Regions from separate parts of the Mus musculus genome. Here all the other regions are linked to region 1. Evidence: chromatin contacts called from public Hi-C and HiChIP or PLAC-seq data. All regions are on one chromosome and are shown on one strand. The core of a region is the stretch at or near the end of the contact, and the rest is flanking DNA. Distances in the headings are between cores, read along the strand shown. Region 1 has its middle 5.9 kb from the start of Gm4035. Region 2 holds the start of Rreb1 (ras responsive element binding protein 1). Region 3 has its middle 34 kb from the start of Gm46411. Region 4 has its middle 11 kb from the start of Gm31600.

Region 1 (3,250 bases), core at 486-2,985:
ACCCAGGATTGGTTTTCTTGATGGAGGTTTGAAGTGTTAATCAGATTTCTGTCACTGAGACAAAATACCTGACAGAAAATACAGCTTTTCTACGGATTTATGTCTTTCTTTTAATTTTTTTTTTTTTGACAAAGTCTCATTAATTGTCCAAGCTGGCCTTGAACTCACTTTGTCGAGGAGCTGGCCTTGCTTGATGTTTGGCTCTTTCTGGCTTACTTCATAAGCAGCTGTGGTTGCTTATGCTGGAGAGTCTGCCTTCCCTGAGATAAGCATCCTCCAAGGAGGAAGGTTTGTTCTGGCTCAGAGGTCGCAATCTGTGGTCATTGGGCTTCATTGTTTTTAAGGCCGTGGGAGGCCGTGATAAGGAGGCCACTGGACTCCTGACAGCCAAGAAGGGGAAGAGGAAGGGAGAGGGAGGGGAGGAGGAGAGAAGATGGGAGCTGAGGAGGAGGTAGAGAAGGAGGGGGAAGGGGAAGAGGTAGAGAAGGAGGGGGAAGGGGAGGAGGAGGGAGAGGAAGGAGAGAAGGAGGAGGAGGAGGGAGAGGAGGAGGAGGAGGAGGAGGAGGGAGAGGAGGAGGAGGGTATGACCAGCGGCAGAGAGGACTCAGCTAGTGGTCCCAGTACCCCACCTATCGAGAGCACATTCTCTAAACCTAACTTTTACTCTACCTACCTTTCAAAAGCTTTAAAATCTTTACAACCTTGCAAAAAGGACTCAAGTTACAAACAAAAACCCTTAACACACCAGACTCCGGGGAGACTTTTAAGATCCAAACTCTAGTGTCTATCTCTTATTGTCTAAGATTTGAGTCTTATCTCAGTCACAGGTTGGGCGTGCAGTCGACTGAGCTGTCTTTACCACCGGAGTCCTGCAGCCTTTGTTACCCCAGGAGAAAAGCCTGAGAGGCCCCATGTGTTCATGCTGGAACAAGGAACCAAAAGGGTCTGGGGACAGCAGCCAAGGGATGAAAGCCCCTTTCCTCACCCCGCAGGCTGGTGATGCTACTGGTACATAGCGAGTGGTTGCTATAAATTCCCAGATGTCTCCAGACTTTCCTCAGTGGCTATGTGACAAGACATTCATGCCTCCGCTTCTGTCACTCCTGCTCCCTGTACCCCCTTCCTGAGTTGAGTCTCTGTCTGCTTTGGGGTAAATTCTAGCTCAGGCAGACCAGGCAGGCCTGAGTCCTGAATCTTTGGGCTCTCTAAATAGTAGAAAGATGTAATGGGATATTGTGGGGGGCACCAAAAAAAGATACAGATGCCCAAAGGGAAAGGATGCTGCTGCCACAGTGGAGAAATAAACCAACGTGGACTAAAAATAGCACCGGGTTGGGGGTGGGGGGAGGAGGAGAGAATGGCCCACTATATTTTTAAACTGTTTTAACAGTGCAGAGAAGTGGCAAAACACCAGTCTCTGAGGAATATGGTTTGCTAAAGGGTGGGGCTGGGAGTTTGCCCACAATTATGCCCTAATGGTATTTTGCACTCCCTCTACATTCCATCCGTCAGTACATGCAAAACGGCCTTTCTCCCACATTCTTCTACAACACACTTGTAAAGGAAGCGAGCGAGCCTGTAGCTCTCATTGCTGGGATGGGAAACCAAGGCAAAATGACTGGTTGATCTGCCAAAGCCATAAGAGAAAGTCTTGCTGAGTTTGGGGTTACGCTTTGGGCTTCCCACTCTCTGTGGCTGTGGCTTTGGCCTGGCCCCGCCTTTTTACTGGATGTGACTCCAGGGCAGACAGTTTGCTAGGTTCCTGGAAGGCCGAGGTTTGCATTTGCACGAGCCTTGTAGTGGACTGGGACATTTCACAAGACAGGAGGAGAAAGCTGCAGCTGGTGTGTCTAAGAAAGGGAGGGGAGAGGAAATCTGAGGGCAAGCTGCACTGGGGTGGGGTGGCTTGTGCCCCTGCCTTCTGTCTTCCCATGACTGGACTTGTCTCTGCCCACGAAGAGCCTGCATCTCCTGCAGTGACAGCATAGGACAGGGCTGAGTCTTGTCCAAATATTGTTCTTCAAAACACCACTGTTCTTGGTCAAATGCAAAAGATAGTGAGGAGAACAATGCTCAACCTGCCCCCAATGTTAAGCTGCGGTTTTCTCTGCATACTGGGGGGGGGGGGGAGAAAGAAGAACTCTCAAGACAATTAGTGCCCACCTGTGAAGTTCTGGGCACCTGACAAAGGCGAGCTCAGCTACAGGCTTCTGCCTCTCAGCAAGGTTCTATTTTACTTTCGGCCTCCAGGCCGATGCTTGGCACTGCACTTTGAGTGTGGGGAAGATGGCTGGACCACAATGCCCTTGGCATGTATCAGTGGCATTTACGTGCTTCGCTTACCCCTTCTGACAGTCCTGAGAGGCACGCTTTACACCCACCCATCCTTTACAGATGAGCCATGAGAGGAGTTTAGCAAGGTAAGGTAAGCTGAGTGTCTCTAGACAGCCCCACCCTAGCCTGTGCGGTTTCCACCTCTGTGGAGAGAAGCCTCGCTGGGCTTCTGAACCCTGGCTGTTTCGTTAGCTTCCTACACAGCTGCCGGTGAGCAAGAGCTATCCTGGAGAGTCCTGGGCATGGTAATCTCAAATCATGGGTTTGTCCCTGGGTTTCCCCACCTTTTTTTGTTACGGGAGACAGGTTTTGTTTGCTTCCTAGAGTTTGTCTTTGGGTAACTGTCAGTGTACTCGGCTGTAACAAAGCAGGCAAGAGAGAAGCAACTGTTGAATGTTTCATTGATGCATCAGTTTATTGATGGCAGGAGGAATTCCTTCACAGCTTGAGGACTCCACACTGCTGCCGGCCTGGGATTCTATGTTGCATAGCTGTAGATGCTGTTGGTCCTCTGGGAACGGTAAAGCTCCAAGAACTGGTGCCACGGGTTTGTTTGTAAGGAAATCCTGAAGACTGACGTGTAGCTCTCCATCTTTGAACTTATAATCCCGCTTGTGGCTTCAGAGTTCTGGGATCACTCCTGTGGATCACATTAACCCAAGACAACACCCACCTTAAAAATCTCCAGGAAGTTCTCACTGGCTGGTAGACAGAACAACAGTGTCTGGAAAGAGACACGAATCACATGATCTCAAAGTGATTCAACAGCGTTAGATTGTGAATAGAAAGGGGGCTTAGGTCTGTCCCGCCCCATTTGTTTACCTACATTTCCTCTTTGTATAGGCATCGTGGTGCAGAATTTAAAAATATTATAATCAAGGTCTCTACATGATTATTTATTTTGTGCATGTGTTAT
Region 2 (3,250 bases), core at 449-2,948, 450 kb before region 1:
TAGCTATATAAATGTGTGCTAACTACCTAGCATTTTTTCCTACCTGAAAAGGAGAGAAGCCTTGCAATCATGTTCCCTGCTGTCTGGACAGGAAGACGCTGGCTACATCTATTTCCTTCTAGGGGATAAAGTGTAAAGTGTGGCACTAGGAACCCGTTTGTTTACTTCCTTTCCATATTTGAAATGTTAAGTAAACAGCAGCAAGGTTTTAAAGGGGAACTATGATTTCTGATGAGAATGCAGTTAACAAAAGGAGAGGGGCCTGAACACATGCTGAGAGGATGTTTCAGAAGCACCAACACGCTGTCCTCAGAGCTGGGCTACAGCTTCACGCCAGTCTGCTAAGTCTTGGCTGAGTCTGGCTTGGGAATTTTCCTTTGGGGTCATGGAACAGGGCAGAAGGAAAAGCCTAGTGCAAACTCAACACTGTTAACTGTTCAGCTTTAGAAAAACATTAAAAACAACATTTATCTTTACATTAATGCTGAGGTAAAGGATAATTTATTTAACCAGAAACAAGCTGGCTAGTTCTAGTTGATCCTCTGTAACTATCCAGCAATAATGAAATGAAACAACCATCCAAATGAAAACATTTAAGCCTGCTGATACTCAATCTGTGTTAGGAAAGACAATTTTTCCCTTTGATACAATGCCATTTCCTGTGCATGCTTTAAAGAGGATACTAATACTCACTCTTTAACATATGTTCCAAGTCTCAGAGAGAATTCTGTGCTTGTACCAGAGGGGCTGAAATCCCCTACCTTGTGGGGTTAAGCTGTTAGGACTCCTACCTACTAGGCTAATATAGTTTTAATAGTTTAAGGTTCTTGTGTAGTGTGTGTTTGTTTAACCTAATATTCACAAACCTAGAAATGCCTCATTCTCTCTTCCACGCAATTGCTTCTTCCCCGTATTGTCCTAGGTACTGCAACTAAGCTCATTTTTAAAACAAAAATAAAAATGATAAACTTGCTCTGTGGTAATAGCGCTTGGTGCCAAGCTTGACAACCTGAATTCAGTCCCTAAGATCCACATGTCAAAAGGAGAGAGACCCGATAGGTTTCTCTCACACACACACACCCACCACACTAAAATCTTTCAAATAAAAAACACTGGCCCTGTTTTACTAAACATGTCCAGCTGGAATCAGACAAGGACCCCAAATGAAGCTCTCAAGTCACAGATGTGAACGATTGATACCACTGATTGCTTCCGTTTTAGTTGCTCTAGTTTTGAACCTGCACTTTGGAACTGGGAGTTGGGAAGAAAGAAGAAAAGAGGAAGGAGAAGGAGGGTTGCCTGAGGTTTTGCTTCCTGTGAGGTGCCCTGCGCATCCTCTTCTGAGACGCCTCATCCCACACACCAGAGACTCAATAGCTCAAGAACCAGCAAGATGCAGTTATGATTTTAACAGGATTTCGCTCTATGCCTTGGGGAGAAAGAATGGATGAGGTATGAGGAGGAAGATACAAAGGGACAGACAGGACAGAGGGCCTGTGAAAGCAGCAGACAATTCAAGTCCAGGCAAGGGAGTGCCTGAAGACTCACTCACGTGAGACTGCTTGGACTCAAGGAAGCCTACGCAGGGTAACTGACCTGTTTTCTTCGTTCTGCCGAGGAGCTGGTGAGGACTGGGCCCAAATGTGGGCAGGGTCACACCTCAAAGCCACCACTTCTGGAGCACAGGATTGCAACAACCTGAAAAATTAAAAGAAGATAACATTAAAAGATGTTTAAAAGAAGGAAAAATTCTGCTTCTGTCTAGTTTCCTCTACTCAGTGTCCATGGTGAGGACAGTTCCCACCCTGCATCTGCACCTGTAAGCAAGCTGTTAGCTGATTCCACCAGAACATACAAGTGTGCCTTCAACAGCTAGGACCCCCATTACCTCTGCCCAAGTACACCCTCCATTCCCGAGATGCTGAGGGCTTGTTAACGACACAGGAGAATGCTCAGAATGCTAGCTCTAGGTGGAGCTTTGAGCATCCCAGTGGCGTGGTAATAGTACTGGAATGCACGGACCACTCAGTGGCAAAGCACCTGCCTAGCATGTGAGGCCCCAGGTTTCAACTTCGGCACCATAAACACCAAAGAGAGACAAAAATGGCTGAACAGACCCAGCTGATTCTCCAGCATAAAGGAGGAAAAGAGAAACAGCACTTGGTGCAAGCAGAAACAGAGGAGAGGAAAAAGAGCTGAAGAGAGTAAGAAATGTACAACTAACAATGCCTTGAGGTAGAGATTCCTACAAATACGGGGACATCGCTGAACAACTAGGACCAAATGCATGCCCTGTTCTTTCTGTAGAAGATACAGAAAACATCTTCGCGCATGTCCCTCGGGAGTCTGAGAATGTCTGCTCTGGGGGTCCACGGACCCTGAAAGCCCAGAAGAAGGGGGCATGCAGCATGTTCTGGAGCCACAACACAGCAACGAAGGTTGCAATACAGGGACAGGACTTAAGAAGCTGAAGGGCTGGCACATAGCTCGGAGAGCCAGCATCTGCCTGGCACGCACAGAAGTGAGCTCCAGGTTCCCCAACGGCACCACAGAAAGAGGAGAAAGAAAGGTCCCACATAAGCAAGGATGCTGAGGTGCAGCTGTCCTGCAGTTTCTCACTTCTTCCTTTCTCAGAGCATCTGGAAACAAACAAGGTGCGTAAGTGTACCACATAGCTATCCTTGAGCATCTCACGGGGAGTCCTCCACAAACAGCTCCCAAGCACGTGGGGCAGGACTGATCTGTGTGGAAGAGAACGCTCCACCACCCTTTACTCTCACAAGCAGTTCCTGGGTGGGTAGTGACACCAAGATTCTTCCAGAAGTTTTTCTGTTTTCATACTTCAGTGACTCCATTCTCTATTCCTTTATGTTATTCTCTTTAAAAAGTTCTTTGGACTTTAGAGTACAGGAGCAACTTACAGGGAAGGCTCTGAATGAGCCAGGGAGACCCTCATATCTGGAGGCCCCTGACACAACCCAGTTATTCTCCAGGTAAGAAAAGCATAAATGCTGCCACAGAAAGTCATATACTCAACATTTTTGTTCACTGTTAAAACAAGTGATGGGAGACGCCTACCCAGGGACCACTGGGTCAGGATCATTGCTTCACTGCTATATGACACACGTTAAAGAAAAGCTCCATGGTTAACTATTTGCCCAGCATCCTTTAAAATATGAATCAGGGGCTGGACATAGTAGCGTACACAGAGGTGGGCGGATCAGATAGGCTGTACAGTAAGACCCTGTCT
Region 3 (3,250 bases), core at 369-2,868, 390 kb before region 1:
TTTCTTTCTTTCTTTCTTTCTTTCCTTCTCTCTCTCTCTCTCTCTCTCTCTCTCTTTCTTTCTTTCTTTCTTTCTTTCTGTTTTTTTTTCAAGACAGGATTTCTCTGTGTAGCCCTGGCTGTCTTGGAACTCACTCTGTAGACCAGGCTGGACTTGAACTCAGAAATCCACCTGCCTCTGCCTCCCGAGTGCTGGGATTAAAGGCGTGTGCCACCATACCTGGAGAGTACTCATCTTTTTTTTTTTTTAAAGATTTATTATTTATTATATGTAAGTACACTGTAGCTGTCTTCAGACACTCCAGAAGAGGGAGTCAGATCTTGTTGCGGATGGTTGTGAGCCACCATGTGGTTGCTGGGATTTGAACTCCGGACCTTCGGAAGAGCAGTCGGGTGCTCTTACCTGCTGAGCCATCTCACCAGCCCGAGTACTCATCTTTTAAAGACAATTTTGAGATGATTTTCATATTCAAACGCATCTTGTTTCGTAGCAGTTCCCTTCAGCATCAAGGACAGTCCCCTGAAACCATGACGGGTCATTACTATGGCCTAGAACTAATAGCTACGGAGCATGTGTATGCATACACAAGCAAATAAAGAAGGAATGAAGGGCCAGCCATATCCTCTGGGTTTCTGGTTTGGTGTTTTGTTTTAGGTCCAAGAAGTAGTGGGGGGGGGGGTGGGGAGAAGTTGAGTTATACACAGACCAACACTATTAACTCATACCACTAATGAAGCAAAACTCTAACTAAGCAGAGAAAATGGGCCCACTCCTTGGAGCTCTGAAATGATGTGGTCTTTGATCTGCATGCTCATCTCTCCTATTTAATGTAAACTTTAAACCAAGAGCCATGAAAAGTACTATAATTAGTAAAGCCCCTGGTGTGACCGTTTTTTAGAGCAACCAAGCATTCAAAGTCTCTCTCTCTCTCTCTCTACTGAGACAACTTTTATTTTAGGATTTTTGAACATCCAAGTCTTCCCCCCACCAATGTGCACCTAGAACCGAACTGTGGTATGAGGGGCGTGCAGAAAAAGAAACAAAACGCCTGTCTGTTTCCTTCACTGAATCTGCATCTCTGTTTAGGCCTCAGTTCCAAATTACATATGGCTCTTCTCCAAAAACTTGGGGTTTGTATCATAACTCAGCACACGCTAAGGCATGAGCACCAACTAAGCACCAACAATCAGGGTAGGTGCTAGGGACAGGGGTGTGTGTGGGGGGGGGGGGGGGGGGTGATGTTCCTGAGGTGGGAAAACACTAGGGGGAGAGGGGAGGCTGTAAGGAGGACCTAACAGTCCCCAAAAGACAAGGTTTTGAGAAAAAAAAAATTAAGAAAGGATTTTAGCTGGAGACACAGCAGGAAGAACAACCCAGGTGAAAGAGAGACATTACTCAGAAGGGCAGTGGTTTAAAGCGGGGAGAGGCTACAGAACATACGTAGACGTAGAAGCAGCTGATGGAGGAAGGCCCTTGTGGGCCATGTGGAGACACTTGGATCTCTTCCTGTAGACACAAGGAGCCAAGGACTGTTTTGAGGCACGCAAGACAATGCACGCCACTCTGTGGACAACAGGGCAGGGCGAACAGCAGAAAGGAGGAACTGGGCACAGGAAATTAACTAAAGAGGCATTTGCAACACCCTTAAGGGGTTCTGCCCAATGTGGGGCCAGCCACGGAAGACAGTGGGGTGCCTGGCCTGGCTGCCTGAGGACACCAGATCTTTCTGGCCCCTTTCTAGATTGGCTTTCATTTTTTACAAGTACCTGCAGGGCGAGGTGCCTGAAGGGCCCAGCACTGGCAAAAGTTGTAAAAGTAGAAAGCTGGGAGTTGCCAGTTCATAGGATGAGGGCAGGAAAACACCCAAGTGCTGGATGCAACAGGACCCATCCCCGAGCAAGGTGTCTGCTCGGCCGTGGCACTGAGTCCCCTTAGCACAGCTGGTCCACTGGTGTGAGAGATAAAAGGTCCAGAGGCACACAACACAACAACTGGAAGCTCAGAGCATCACAGTCCTCCCTGTTCTGGAACACTGGCTCCCTTACTCTCCCCCCAGGACTCGGGGCCTTGTCTCCGGTCTGAGCGAGACACACTGAGCAGTGGAAGAGAAAAACCAGGGTAAGGCTGGAAGCAAGTGGTACTTGTGTCCCCCGACACTTCTAGACATTTCCAGCTGGGGTCCCATACAAACAAGCACTTCCTCTCTCCCCTCCATCCCTGGGCCCCCTCCTCGTTCCCTCCCCATCCTGTCTTGCCATGGGATAACCCACCTTTCTCTCTAGAGGCATCTGAGCCAAAGGCTCAGGAAAGCTGCCCTTGAATAAAAGATAGATGATTATGTAAGAATTGTACAAAAATCTGAGAAACAAAACGGAGAAAGACTGTGAGTGCCCAAAAGCATCAAGCAAGTAGGGGCTAGTTCAAACACTTAAAAAAAAAAGTTATGTACTCCACATAACTTACAAAATGAGGGAACCTGACAGAAGGGTGGCTGAAAACATGATGGCAGAGTTGAGCCATCTACAGGGGCAGCTTCCTGTCAGTGAACCAAGGTTGTTTTAGAAGCAGACGACTCCTGGGACTGTCTTAGTAACAGGGTTTTTCAAATCTACTTAACAGTCCGGCAGGCAACCATTGCTCCACCCTCAAACTGTCTGTGATACTTTGAACCTGCCAACAGAGCTCCCTTACGGGCATGTAATAAAGAGCTTACCTGCTGCTGTATGGAATTTCTCCACACAGAATACATGCGATATGGAGTGTAACCCCCTACCCCATCCCCTCTTGGTGGTACTCGTGATCTGTTTGAGGGCTCTGGACATACTCAGGGCAGAGCTGGGTCCTAAATCCTACTATTGAAAAGTAGATTTTTTTTTCTACCTTGGCTCCTGGATTTCTGAGACTGAATGGATAATCAAGTCTCCATTGCATGGGGGTGGAGGAGGCTGCCCTGACCACTATAGGAAGTGTAATGGCATCTCTTGTCCCTCTTGCTTAAAGGCTATAACGACCATCCCTTTGAAAAGTAAACCCTGAGCTTGGCTCCTGTCTTCCTCCTCAAGCCCATCCCCAAGTGAACCCCATTAAGAGGGATCTGCTTGTCCTGCCTGTCTGCTCCCCACACTGGAAGCAAAAGGTGCAGTCCCCACCCCACCCCCACTGAGAGAGAAACTTGTAGGTAAATTCAGCTAAAGGTAAAGGAACCAAGTTCTGGAAAGGAAATCTGGAGTGGATACCCGCAAGGCTTCCT
Region 4 (3,250 bases), core at 403-2,902, 330 kb before region 1:
TAGAAAAGAAAAATGCCCACCACTCGTTCCTTGCCAAACATTAGCAGCAAGGTTCTGTCTACTTGCAATGTTTTCACATGCAAGTAATATTTTATATTTTAATTATGAAATAGAAATTGTGTGTTTACATGCATTGGCTCATTTTGCTGGGCAGGGTCCTCTGTAAGGTAGATGGGACAATGATATGAAGCCCCAGATTACGGACCCCACCATTTATTTATGTAACAGGCATAGCTTGAGGACCTACCAGTCTCCAGAGGTGACACTGAATTTTATCACAGAGAGGACTCTTTAAAGGTTTGTCTTGTAGGAAAGATCTTGTCCAAAACAAAGAATTGCAGTTCAGTTAAGATAGTGAAGCTTAGAAAGGCCAATGAGCAACTTAAGGGTGCTATTGGGCTGGTTTTGTTTGCTTATTTATTTGCTTATTTATTTATCAAGGCAGGTTTGAGTGTGTGTGTGTGTGTGTGTGTGTGTGTGTGTGTGTGTGTAACCCTAGCTGTTCTGGACCTCAGTCTGTAGACCAGGCTAGCTTTGAACTCACAGATCTGATGGCCGCTCCCTCCTCAGTGCTGGGATCAAAGGCATGCACCATCATGGACAGGGTTTGGTTATTTGATTGCAAATGATACAATGTCTCCTGCAATAGATATGTTTTTAATCTTTGCAAATAACACCATGACATACAGTATAACCAGCCAGTTGTCTCTGCATCCATCAGTCAGTACCAAAAGAGGATTGGTCCAAGTCTTGTAGGCCAGGCTATCTTTAAACTATGCAGGGCAGGGTGATGTTGAAATTTGACTCCTGGTTTTCACTTCCAGGGATCTGGAGTGGAAACTCCCCCCCCCCTTTTTTTTTCCTTCAGAGCTAGAGATCAAACCCAGGGCAAGCACTTTGCCAGCAGGGCTCCCCCCCCAGCCCTTTGTTATGTACTTTCAGTCTGGGCTAGGTGTCTTGTAACAATGTAAATGCTATTTAAAAAGCTGTTACATAGTATTGTTTAGAAAACAAGGACTAGCAAAACAGTCTCTGCATATTAAGTACAGCTCTGTTAATTTGGGGATCCCCCCCTCAGGTGGTTGAATTTGTTGACAGGGAGCACAAGATATAGAAGATATAGAAGGTAGACTTTTAAAACAAAGTTAAATATAATATCAAACACATTGAATCTTAAAAAGGAAGTGGGCAGTGGGGTGCATGCCTTTAATCCCAGCACTTGGGAAGCAGAGGCAGGTGGATCTCTGTGAGTTCAAGCCCATCCTGGTCTACAGAGTAAGTTCCAAGACAGACAAGGCTACACAGAGAAACCCTGTCTCACAAAACAAACAAATAAACAAAACAAAAAGGCAGAAGGAAATTTCAAGGTTGTTTGGACTACCCTATTCATTCACTTTGCAGCCTTTGCATTGGCATACAGGGGAGAATTTGCTCAGTTAGGATGTAAAGTTAAATAGTGGTTATTTGAGATTAGCATCAAGATCTCCTGACCATGCTCTCTGTTCTCAGGGGCTGCCTTGGTAATAGGCCCTGAGGAACGACCCTCTGCAGTCTTGTTGCTACTGCTGTGTAGAGTGTGGGTCTATCTCAGTGACGGCAGGCGGGGATTGTTGAATTTGTGATAAAGTATTCCATGACTAAACATTTATTTAAGGAAATGTTCCTAAGAGGAACTGCAAGGGGATTTCAGCTCTGTGAGTTCCTTAAAACAGACACATGGCACCTTGCAACTGTATGTATGAACTGTAGTTCCAGAGAATCTGATGCCTATTTCTGGCCCCCATGGGCACATAGTGCCCATATATCCATGCAGACAAAAATACTGATACCCGTAAAGTAATAAAATAAATATAAAACAAAACAAAATCCACCACCACCACAAGAAACCCAGCTACTGTCCGTAAAAGTTGAAGGGAGAGCTCAGCTCAGCGGTGTTGGTGCACACCTTTAATCCCAGCACTCCAGAGGTAGAGATAGATGCAGAGGCAGGAGGATCCTCTGAGTTTGAGGCCAGCCTGCTCTACATAGCTAGTTCCAGGACAGTCAGAGCTACACAAAGAAACCCTGTCTTGAAAAACAAAACAAGGGCTGGAGAGATGGCTCAGCAGTTAAGAGCACTGACTGCACTTCCATAGGTCCTGAGTTCAAATCCCAGCAATCACATAGTGGCTCACAACCATCTGTAATGAGATCTGACTCCTTCTGGTGCATCTGAAGACCACTAAAATGTACTTAGATACAGTAATAAATAAATCTTTAAAAATAAAAAGAAACTGAATTTTAGTTTGTTCATCTGTCAATGTGATTAATAAATTCTAAAAAAGAAAAGAAAAACACAACCAACTCACAAGCAAAACAACAACAATGTTTAGGATAGAAGTTGAACAAGGTGATACATGTCTGTAATCCTGGCACTCAGGAGGCAGAGGCAAGAGGGGAGCTACAAGTTCCAGGCTAGCCTAATTTATTATACATTGAGTTACAGGATAGCCTGAACTACAAAATGAGTTGTCTCAAAAGAGGGGGAAGAGAATGAAGTATGGGAGATGGCTCAGTTAGTGAAGTGCTTGCCATGAGTTTGGACAACCAGCACACGGGTTCAGGCCAGGCAATACTCGGGGCGCAGAGACAGACAGATCTCTATGAGTTCAAGGCCAGATAGGGCTACACAGTAAGACCCTGCCTCAAAATCAAAACAAATAAAATTGAGTGTAGTAGGTCTGAATCTGTAACTCCAACGCTGAGGGGAGGTGTGGAGAAAGGTGTATTCCTGAAGCTTATTGTCCAGATGGTTAGTGAGGGATCCTGTCTCAGAGTGTAACTAGTGGAGAGAGACTAAAGGGGAGAGCCAGTATTAACTGCTGGTCTCCGTATGCGCATGTATGCACACATGCCTGTTTATTCATGTGCACAACACCCACTCATACACACAACCACAACATATAGCCTATACCTACTTTTAGGAAGAAAAAGGGAAGAGAAGGCACATCTGATATTTTTAAAAATACATTTAGGGAATACTGATTATACTTTAGAGAGCATTAAGGAATTATTGTTGCTGATTTAAATATTGGTAAGTTTGTGATTATATTTAAAATATAGTTCTCATTTCTTAAACAGTAAAATATTTGCACTGAAATCCTGTGCTATCTGTTACTAAAATAATCTAATTTTGGGGTTTTGGGTGAGTTAGAGAGTGAATATAAATGATATGTATATAGTTGTGGCTATCCTAGAACTTGCTATGAGG

What was found. A called contact is a pair of places that touch in the nucleus more often than the background predicts. HiChIP or PLAC-seq counts read pairs in DNA pulled down with a chosen protein or histone mark.
Region 2: a contact with region 1 is called in a Hi-C map of bone marrow-derived macrophages, with 24 read pairs. The contact joins the promoter of Rreb1 here to the enhancer-like site in region 1. A contact is called at or near these places in 4 of 484 Hi-C or Micro-C datasets (3T3-L1-derived adipocytes, the F1.1 cell line, bone marrow-derived macrophages and 1 more), 9 of 115 datasets of contacts at active chromatin or transcription factors (the 230-238 cell line, bone marrow-derived macrophages, differentiating embryonic stem cells and 6 more) and 3 of 9 other capture datasets (adipose tissue, embryonic stem cells and liver).
Region 3: a Hi-C map of bone marrow-derived macrophages shows a contact between it and region 1, with 26 read pairs. The contact joins two enhancer-like sites. A contact is called at or near these places in 1 of 15 datasets of contacts at CTCF or cohesin (large pre-B cells), 25 of 484 Hi-C or Micro-C datasets (3T3-L1-derived adipocytes, B cells, the G1E-ER4 cell line and 11 more), 30 of 115 datasets of contacts at active chromatin or transcription factors (the 230-238 cell line, the HPC-7 cell line, the SCID.adh cell line and 20 more) and 2 of 9 other capture datasets (adipose tissue and liver).
Region 4: an H3K4me3 HiChIP or PLAC-seq map of bone marrow-derived macrophages shows a contact between it and region 1, with 7 times the contacts expected there. The contact joins two enhancer-like sites. A contact is called at or near these places in 19 of 39 promoter capture datasets (the 3T3-L1 cell line, the C10 cell line, the HPC-7 cell line and 11 more), 11 of 484 Hi-C or Micro-C datasets (B cells, bone marrow-derived macrophages, embryonic fibroblasts and 4 more), 18 of 115 datasets of contacts at active chromatin or transcription factors (bone marrow-derived macrophages, double positive thymocytes, effector CD8 T cells and 9 more) and 4 of 9 other capture datasets (adipose tissue, embryonic stem cells, liver and 1 more).

What each region holds. Positions count from the first base shown.
Region 1 is chr13:37,439,351-37,442,600 of GRCm38.p6, reverse strand. No RefSeq gene overlaps it. Among named protein-coding and RNA genes, the nearest start is that of Gm4035, 5.9 kb to the right of the region's middle. Within about 2 kb of position 1,735, at least 104 of the 459 cell types and tissues checked have an H3K27ac peak or open chromatin away from gene starts, as enhancers often do. A contact at or near this core is called in the 230-238 cell line, B cells, the G1E-ER4 cell line and 7 more, where this site is marked.
Region 2 is chr13:37,887,319-37,890,568 of GRCm38.p6, reverse strand. Rreb1 (ras responsive element binding protein 1) reads right to left here and starts at 1,698. Exons shown (of 12, transcript NM_001177869.1): 1 at 1,597-1,698.
Region 3 is chr13:37,832,054-37,835,303 of GRCm38.p6, reverse strand. It overlaps a transcript of Rreb1 not described here. Among named protein-coding and RNA genes, the nearest start is that of Gm46411, 34 kb to the right of the region's middle. Within about 2 kb of position 1,618, at least 99 of the 459 cell types and tissues checked have an H3K27ac peak or open chromatin away from gene starts, as enhancers often do. A contact at or near this core is called in B cells, the G1E-ER4 cell line, the HPC-7 cell line and 3 more, where this site is marked.
Region 4 is chr13:37,771,308-37,774,557 of GRCm38.p6, reverse strand. No RefSeq gene overlaps it. Among named protein-coding and RNA genes, the nearest start is that of Gm31600, 11 kb to the right of the region's middle. Within about 2 kb of position 1,652, at least 10 of the 459 cell types and tissues checked have an H3K27ac peak or open chromatin away from gene starts, as enhancers often do. A contact at or near this core is called in bone marrow-derived macrophages, where this site is marked.